2 separate regions of the Zea mays genome follow, and region 1 is linked to region 2. The links are chromatin contacts, called in public Hi-C maps. All regions are on one chromosome and are shown on one strand. Each heading gives the region's core, a stretch centred on a gene start, on an enhancer-like site or on the middle of the called end of the contact. The rest is flanking DNA. Distances are from core to core; before and after follow the strand shown. Region 1 holds the start of LOC100283863. Region 2 holds the start of LOC100216647.

Region 1 (4,992 bases), core at 2,131-4,630, 680 kb before region 2:
ACATTGTACTAAGGCTCCATTATTATTCACTCGTGTTGTGATGATCTTGAAGGGCGGGCCTGGTGCAGCGGTAGAGCCTACAGTCTGTAACCTGAAGGTCTCGGGTTCGAGCCCCATCCTCTACATATTATGTGGGTAAGGCTTGGCGCTTAAAGATACCCTTCCCCCAAACCCCGCACAGTGCGAAAAGCCTACAACACTGGGTATGCCCCCTTTGTGTTGTGATGATCTTGATCTGAATGTTGTGAATTACGGTGATTTTGTCGAGCTAGAATCTGGATTCGTGATTATTATGTCATGTATATTGATTTGATCTAAATGTTGTGAATTTTGTGATATCTTGATATGGATTCTGGATTTGTGATGAATTTGGCATGTATATTGATTTTTGGGATGATTTTGATGTAATCTGAATTTGTGAAAATGTTATATATGTATGTCTTGTGTACTGTGCTAACCGGGCTGTCAGGCTACCCGGCACGGATAGGCTAATCGTGCCCCCGACACGGCCCGACCTAATTACGAGTTAGGCGTGCCAGGCCTAGGCCTTGGTCACGGCCAGTGTTATTAAAACTACGTTTAAACGGCGTTTAAACGTCAAAACGCTAATTAGAGGTTGAAACCGCATTTTGGCGTTCTAAACTGTAAAATATTGTCTCATGCGTTTTAGACCATTAGCTACTTTTGGGCCCAGTTTATTAGTTACTTTTGGGTCCAATGCAGCCCAATCTCCACACGCTTGCCCTACTCCCATGCCCTGAAGCCCAATGGCTAGTAGCACACAGCTCTGCTCTTTATCGTCGTCGCCGCCCGAAGGTGTTGTTCCTGTCGTCTGCTACACCTTGTGCGCCCTCTCCCTTCGCGACGAGTGTGCCCTCCTTTCGCGGTGTGTGCAACCGCTTCTCCGCAGTGTGAGCCGTCCGCGTTGTTCGTGGCATTCCTCTCCCTTTGTGCTGCCCTCTCCCTCTGCGCCTCTATTTGCTAGCAGCCGGTGGTCAGCACTCAGCAGTCGACGCCTCTCATCCTCTCTGCCTCTATTTTGGTAAGTTACTAACCTCTTTATTTTGGTAATTAACTTCATGTTATTGTCCGAAATTATGATATATTGGTATTTCCTATATTTTTTAAAATTACATTTAAACGTTTAGAAGTCAAAACTTCATCCATGAGTGTTTCAATGTTTTATCGTTTTAATGACCTTCGTCACAGCCCGTAATGCAGCCTGGCCCAGCACCGAACTGTTGGTGTGCCGAGCTCAGCCCGGTCTTAACCGTGTCGGGCCAAGCCATGCTTGGGCCGGATCATCCCAGTACGTACTAATGGACATGTATAGGGTTAGACCGTTAGAGGTTGCCAAATGGGTCCTGCATGTGAATGACTCAGCCTACTCCTGAATATTCTTCCAACCAACATGAAACTAAAATGGATCCATCCTTTTCAACAACAAAAAAATTAAATTAAACCTGACCTAAAACAGATTCAACCAATCTTAAGTCATCCCAAAACCAAACAAATGCCCACACACACACACCCTCCCAATTATCTGACCAGGACACGCAGTAGTCAAACTGGTTTTGGGCACTAAAATAAATATAAGGCAGATAAACCTAAAGCGGAAGTGCAGCGCTTCCGTTCCAGAATAAATACATCTCTTATTTAAGAAGTTAAACTTTTAAAACTAAGTATATAAAAAATACTATCAATATCTATATGTCTAGATAAGTTCATCGTAAAAATATATTAGTAACTCTTTTATATGATCAAATCTAAAAAGATTAACTCCTTCGGAAGCGAGAAGTACGCTTATTTTGAGATGGATAGAGTAAGGGGGTATTTCGTTCCTTTAGTCCCACTCCTAAATTTTGGGACTAAACTTTAGTCCCTAGAAATCCTATTCGGAAGACTTATTTTAGTCACTCCATTTGGTATTTTAGGAACTAAAAGTGACTGAACTGACTAAAGTTTTAGGAGGTTGGGAACCAAACACCCCTTAGCTTCAGCAGCACATTTCAGTGATCCCATTTGAGATGGTTCAGATACAACACTGGTCTTAAAATTGAGTACCCAAAAAAAATTGATGCAAAAATAAACATCATGTCAATACAAATACTTCAGGACCAGGTGATGAGATGAGAACATGTACATAGGGTGCTATAGAGTTATTCGGTGCCAAAAGATCCAGGTAATAAACACAAAATCGTCAAGATATAAGATTGTTTACCGGTCAGTGAAGAGAACTCAATGCAGGCTAGTGCATCTTCATGGAGCCCCACCGTATCCTGCGAACCTGAGTGGAAGTCGTACCTGAGAATGTTGCCCGTAAAGTAAATGGATGGTATACAGTTTCCAAGTTAAACTAAGTTAACATGGACAATGCGGCTGTACTTGACAGAGTAAGCAGCAGGAGGAGGAGGAGGCGGCGAACAACAATCGTCTCTGATTCAATGTAGTTGCGGTTGCACATAAAAAGTGCTAGTGGAGTAAGTATTATTATTGTTTATGTTTATCTTATAAATGTCCCACTTAAAGAATGTCATGAAGCAAAGAAACATGGATAAATGGAACTATCATACCTTATTTGCACTGTCATGCATTAACATCAAATGCCATCTCAAGAAGTCAACAAAAGTTCAAATTGTAGATTTGTGATTACTCCTAACAGATTGTAACTGGTAGACCTTTGCTTAATTGCTACCACTTCAAAGACATAAATTATGTGGAAGTTGGCCGTCAGTACAAGATGCACACTCATGCTATCATGCAGCCAGAGACAGTAACGAATTGCAACTATTTTAAATCTTACCTTCTCACAGATCCATCAGAGCCGCAGGCAAACGCTGCAGACTCATCCTCGAAGCAGCAGTCGAGGAATGCCGCCTCTGACTCCACGTTGACCCTGAGCGTGCCCTCGTCGGCATCGTACAACCGCAGCCCCTGCGACGACGACGCAAAACCCTATCAGACACTGCTAACGAACTCCCCAAAATTTTAAATCGACCTGAGCGCGCCCCAAATTGGAATTCGAAATGAGCTGGACCCGGTGCGATTTACTGAAAATACAACCCACCCAACCCCACCCCCCAACCTCAAAGAAATTTTAGAACTGTTCGCATCTCCCTCAAACTCGACCCAAGCAGAACTGGCAAGGAGAGGATGCCTAAGCCGAAAGGAACCGCGAGGCGGGGAGAGAGCTCTCACCGAATCCCATGAGGAGACGAGCAGGTTATTGGAGGTGGGCGCGAACCGAACCCGGGATGCGGCGCCTGCGGTTGCGTCGACCGCCAGGCTCCGCCTCGCCATCGACGGGTCTCGAGCGCGGCGCGGCCCCTCGGCGAGCTGTCAGTGGAGCGAGAACTGCAGGGGCGCTGGAGCGGGGAGGAGAGGAGGGCTCCGAAATTCGAACGGGAAAAACTGATCACCCGTTGCATCGTGGGCCGAGATATTGAATCGGATTAGGCCCAGTAGTTCAGGGCCTCCGGTACCAATGATTAGTTGTCGTGTTTTCCAAAACAATAAAAACCGTGAGATTAGTTACCGGTAGTTCTGAATTATTTTCATTAATGGAGTTTGACGAATATTTGAACAAATACAACATCCGCCATATATATAGCAGAAGCATATGCAGGCCGAAAGGGAACGGAAACATTGGGATGCGACCTGGACCTAGTTTTTAAAAAACCAGTTTTTATTTTTTAGACCAGCTTCTTGGTTTTTAAGAAAATGAGAATCTAATTCCTATAAACTGATATATAAATCGATATGTTTTTTTAAGAATCTAATTTCTATCTCTAATTTTTAAAAACTGGTTTATAAAAAAACTAGTTAATAGTGTTTGGAACCACCATAATTTTCATAAACAGGTTTTAGTTAGGAGACTAGTTTCTAGTTTTTTTAAGAAAGAATTCAGTTTCTATAGACAGACTGGGATATAAACTATTATGTTTGGAACCACCTTAATTTTCATAAAACAGGTTCTTAAAATTTGGGTGCTTCCAATCAGTATCTAAACAAAAATAAATGGGCATTTCGGATACTGAATATGTACTAGCCAATTAGGCAGAGCATATATAAGCTAAAAAAGAATACAGACCCGAAGTCTTTCACACCCTTTGTTGCGCATGCGATGAGCTAATCTTCAGAGATCAAGGTGGTTTACAGGCATTGCAGTTTTTTTTCTCACAATGAATTTATACCGGACCTCATAACCTGGAACAGCTTAATACAATGCTGTCGCAGAAATGTCTTACCAGCTAATTTACGGAACTTATTATAAGAACGTAAACCATGTTTCAACCCAAAAGCATGAAAGTTGGGGTGAGGCCAATACGCCGACAGAGTATGTACACTCATGACTGTGATCACCTTATACCAGTCCATCCATCGGAGTCTATAACAATTGTGAACCACCAAGTACCTAATCAGGTCCAATGCTTGCTGGCAATACCCTTTCTCAAGACGCAGCAGCCAAGTTGTTACCTGACGGACATCTCGCTCTGCGACACCGCCTTGTTGTTCTGCCCCATCCAACCATACCCCTACCATCGGCTTCGAGGTCGCCAGTGCCAACAGGTTTCGGCGGTGGGCTAACCTCGACCTCCTCTTCTACAATTACAGTTACTACAGTTTTCCGAGGTTTCCTACCTCGAGTCCGCCCACCATAACGTCCTCGCCTAGTTAAACTCGACTCCCAGGATCCACCAGAAGCCTGGACTAACCCCTCAAGCAACTGGACATCCTCTATGATTTCAGGCCGGGAAAGTGACGAAAGGCCAGGCAAGATATCTTTCTGGAAATCCCGCTTCTGCCGTCGCCTCCTTTGCTGGCCCCTTCTGGGCTTGGTGAGAAGGTGAGCAGTTGAAATTAATTGTTCATCGGTTGTGATTTCAGGTTCCAGTGGCCTGCTCCAGTACTCATCAATCTTGGTCTCTTCCAGCTTCAGTGTCAAGGATTCGAATGAATCTGACTCGTCGTTACTGGAATCATTGGTACAAG
Region 2 (4,878 bases), core at 184-2,683:
CATAGAAATCGTGATCTCAAATATATCCATAAAAATATGGATCATGAGAACATAAAGCATATGAATCATATAAATATAATAAGCATATAAACATGGTACATGTATTATGATGGAACAACTGAAAATAAACAGATAGCAACATAAACAACATGACTGTAAAATTAAAACAAATAGATATAACATATTATAATATGACAGAACAAATGAGATGAATTCATGGCTACATATGAAACAACAGATATGAATATATGAAGCATATATAATCTGCAGAACGCAAAACAGTAAGGAGAAAAATTGATCATACCCTCCCATGCGCTCTGAGGATCCAGATTCTTGTCCAGCTTCCCTTGTCATGTCGCCAGGAAGAAGAAGATGTTTTGGGCAGCCGCGTAGACGCTCCCTAAAAACCTAATTGCCGATCCCCCATGCAAGGTCTCGAACGGCAAGGGCTTCGGAGGCACCTGCCCTCTCGCTTCTCTATGTGCGCAGAGCTACGAGATGGAAACACCCACTCTTGCGGCTGAACTGTGATTCTGCTCTCGTGTACCATGTGACAGGCGTTCTCCCCTTTTATCATCGTGTCGCTGCCTGCCTGCCACACCACGCCACGCCACGCCAAGCCCGAGCCCGGGCGACGGCGACGGCGGCGCGCGCGCGTGTGGCACACCCTTATCCGTTTCTTGACTTCTCAAATTAAGTGGAATAATTCCCACCATATAAGTCAAGCCAAAGACCCTTGGACTTCAATATGGTATTATTGGTATTCTACATCATTACACACCATAGAGTTTATTGAATAAATGAGCCAAGTCCATAAAAGATCCAACAGAACCTGGACCTACAATTAAACAAGCAAAGATGTTCTCCCTTGAAGAAGCTTTGTACCAAGATTAAGAGGAGGCTACGATGTTCTATGGTCTAGTGTGACCAAAACAATGTCATTTTATGGTTCCTGGGTGTTCATGTATTTGACCAAAACAATATCGGTGTTGTATGGTGCTGGTTGATCATGTATGTGACCAAAACAATGCCCCTTGATGTCAGTTATGAATGATGGCAGTTATGTTTGATGACATTTATGTATGGACTATGTTAGTATGATGACAGTTATGTACTGCATAATTGCGATCAGTTCATTCAACTCCAAAATAGCATAGCATTTTCATGACATAAATGGGGTAACTGTATGGCGCCATAGATGGAGGGGAGGGAAGAATAGCCACGTGAGTTTGCTGTTGGCGAGTGCGTTAATGCAGGGAAAGAAGGGAGATCGAAGAGGGCAAGATGGCCTTTTGCCTTAGCTGACACGCCGGTGACACGCTGGACTGCCTATTTGACACACCAGGTAAGCAAAAGGGTATTTTGATAAGAAATCATCTCTCTCCCGTATAAGTCAGTGGTAAACTAAGATGTGGCATCCATATTAGTGGCAAAAAGTTAGATCTCCCTTGATCCAAACAGCCCCATACGTTGCCTTGGGCAATCGAGCTAATCAATCTCCGTGCAATTCCACCTCCCGAAGACCCGAACTGAGTCCCTCCACCGACCCAAACCCTAGCGCGCACCCACCTCCCTCCCCCTTTCCCGGCGTGCGGTCCGGCGTTGGAGATGCGGGCGCTGCTCGCGGACGGCGGGATGGCGCTGGCGATGGCGCCGGAGGTTAACGAGTCGTCGGGCGGTGCTGCGTTGTCGCAGGGGCTGTTATGGTGGGCGTCGGAGTGCCACGGGGTGTTGTACAGCCTTGCGGTGATGCTGCCGTCGCTGGCCTTCGTGGGATTCCTAGCATGGCAGGCGCGGCGGAGCTTCCGTAGGATCAGCTACGGCCGCTCTCACGTCGTCGTCGTCGCGTACTACGCGCTCCTCTGGGTCGTCGCCGTACTCAACCTCCTCTGGTGCTTCCTGCAGGTTCGGATTGGCTGCCGTTATTGCTTATAGCTAAGTCCAGTATTGCCTGGTTATGAAATTCTCCGTGCTTTGATGATGTTGGTGATTTGGTCATTTGATGTTTACTAGGAGAATGCTTTCCACGAAAAAAGTGCTATGCTGTGCGTGTAGTTAGTTATGACTAGTGAAAAGCAGGGGGTATTTCTTCTTGAAGGTAGGGGCAAGTCGAAGTGTCATTGTCGAACTAACGAGAGATTAACTTATGGTGAAAACGAGCTATGAGAAACCTATACTAGAACATGAAACTTTTGGATTGTATTTTCAGGTTTGAATGATAATCAGTTATGTTTGTATGCTTTGTTAGTTTTCAGATCATGAACTTGTTCGTGAACATGAGTTGTACCTATCTACCTGACTACCTGAGTAGTGTTCTGATTTTTCAACTTGGTAATGGAATAGCTGAAGACCACATCGTGATTGAATCCTATGGGTAGGATGGGTAGGTTAGGAGCTGGTCACTGGTCAGGGAATCTCAATGTTGAGCCAGTAGCAAGCTTTGGTGGGTTTCAAAAAGGAAATGGCAAGTTCCTGGTTGTCATGTGAATGATGAACATGTAGCAAGATTTATGGGTTAAGGAAAAATAAAATCCATGGTAGCTGGGTGTTGATGTCAAACAGTACTTCACATTGGTCTGGTTATTAGGCTTAGATTTCAGGTGCACATCTTGGTATTGTTACTAATATAAGTGGATTCATCCATATTTAGATTTGATATAGTCCTGCTGTACAGAAACAGAACTAACAACAACAACAAAGCCTTTTAATCCTAAGCAAGTTAGGGTAGGCTAGAGTTGAAACCCAACATAAGCCACAAGTCAAGGTTTAGGCACGTGGATACCTGTTTTTTATGCACTCCTACTCAAGGATAAATCTTTGGGTATATTCCATTCTTTCAAGTCTCCTTTTATTGTCTTTTCTCATGTCAACTTTAGCCTTTTGCTGCCTCTCTTCCGAAGTTCCCATTAGTATCATGCCTTAGGGTCCCACTATGCATAGGTGCCTCTGGAGGTCTCCGTTGGGCATGTTCAAACCATCCCAACCGGTGTTGGATAAGCTTTTCTTCATTGGTGTTATCTCTAGGCTATCACACATATTATCGTTCCGGACTCAATCCCTTCTTGTATGGCCACAAATCCAACACAACATACATATTTCCCGCAACACAGAACTTATGTAATTCTCTATAGTCATGTTGTACAAAACTACATAAGGAAAATCAAATGAACGATCCTGCCTTATGAATCCAAAGTTTCATTTTCATTTTGTTTATATTGTGCATTGCCTATATCTCTTATGTAAGTATGAAACATATTTTTTCCCCAAATGGCAGGCATGGCAATGTATGCCTGACAGGGCATTTTCTTGGAATGTATTGTCACTGTTCACAAAATCAGGAATGTTATTCTTGGAAGTCAGTTTGATAGCCTTTCTACTTCAAGGAAATGATGCCAGTGGTTTTGAATCTTTGGCACGAACCTTTGTTATCTCTGGAGCTGTAGTTGCAGCTGACGCATTGCTCAAGGTATGGTTCTACTCCAAAATTCAGGCATAGTGAACAGTGATTAGCTTCTCTTATAAGTGGTGGGTATTAAGGTTCTTAAGTTCTTGCATGTTTTTGGTGTTCAACTAGATTTTTTGGAGATGCCATGTCATATTTGCTTTCTTAGATCTAGGTTAATTGACTAGTGTATCTGGTTAGTAATGTTATTTTATTAGAAGAACATAATATATTAATATGTCTCTTATTTCCATTGTTCCATAACAGTGGATTGGCTATTGAAAGTTGGCACTGATTTTGTATCCATAATAGATCTTGCCCGCTCATCTCATGTCACTGCAAAAGAATTTTTGGCTGCTCAGTGAAAGACATGACCCCTTGACTTAACCTAGCCTGACACACCTTTCCTCGTTTCAATGTGTTAAATCATGTTGCAAGGGGAAAACGGGATTAATACTCTAGTTCCCTTTCTGTAGCCTACTATACTATCTTGCCTACGAAACTGACCTTGCCCTTATTCAGACTATATATGTTTTTGGCTTCGGTGTTCCTTTGTTCATTGATGCTGATCAAGGAACTGGTGGGAAATGGGGCCTATGGATTCTCCACAAACTTGTGCTTACTGGAGTTTATGGGTTGATTGTTTTCATGCATCATTCAAGATGGAGAAACAGGCTGCCTGGTAATCGGTTACTATCTGTATGTTTCAAAATTCTTTTGTTAAATTTGTTTGGTCATTGGTGTTTCATGAACATGATCTCGTGGTTGCTTTACTGCAGCAAAACCAGCATACTACAACTATGTATGTGCGATGTTGCTATTGAATGGTGTATCACTGTTTGGATGTTTCCTTGTTGCAAGTGGAGCTGGATTTGGTTTATGGTACATACAGAACACTCTTGTGGTATTTTATTCACCGTCAAGAACTATATTTGATGATGACCCTTTTGCTGTAGGTTATATAATCTCACAATCGTATGCTATCATTCGCTTTACCTTCCCCTCCTATATGTGACTTTCTTAGCGGACTTTTTCCAGGTACCTTCTTGCCTATGATATGTTATGTTGCTTCTGTGAAGTGCTGCTTTCGTAGCTTCTTAGCTTGTGTTGTGCCTTGTAATGGAATTACTTGCCTTCACTGATCTGTTTTGTATTTTTATGTGTAGGAGGAAGACATGCTCCTAGAGAGCGTTTACTATTCTGAAATGAAGGATGCTGGGTTCTTTGATGCTGACTGGGATTAATCGGTGGCTACTGCGCTCTATGACCACTCCAATGTGAATTACGATGTGTTTCTATCTGTGTACTCTCAACGTAGAACAGAAAATGTATGTAGCTAACCGTGGTAATGAATGGAAATATGTAAATATTACTGGCGCATACTTCAGATTTCAAGTGATTTCAACACTGAGATTGCCACCCCAACGGTTGGTGAT

What was found. Hi-C and Micro-C count contacts between places; a contact is called where the count stands out from the background.
Region 1: a contact with region 2 is called in a Hi-C map of leaf, with 9 times the contacts expected there. The contact joins the promoter of LOC100283863 here to the promoter of LOC100216647 in region 2. A contact is called at or near these places in 2 of 25 Hi-C or Micro-C datasets (both in leaf).

The regions. Positions count from the first base shown.
Region 1 is chr1:285,254,922-285,259,913 of Zm-B73-REFERENCE-NAM-5.0, reverse strand. It overlaps LOC100283863, which reads right to left and starts at 3,380. Exons shown (of 9, transcript NM_001156761.2): 1 at 3,199-3,380; 2 at 2,804-2,934; 3 at 2,222-2,304. The coding sequence starts at 3,300. It overlaps LOC100194005, which reads right to left. Exons shown (of 5, transcript NM_001359363.1): 5 at 4,115-4,992. The coding sequence ends at 4,451.
Region 2 is chr1:284,570,374-284,575,251 of Zm-B73-REFERENCE-NAM-5.0, reverse strand. It overlaps LOC100216647, which reads left to right and starts at 1,433. Exons shown (of 6, transcript NM_001143058.1): 1 at 1,433-1,905; 2 at 3,275-3,466; 3 at 3,965-4,124; 4 at 4,222-4,324; 5 at 4,399-4,480; 6 at 4,609-4,878. The coding sequence starts at 1,609. The coding sequence ends at 4,686.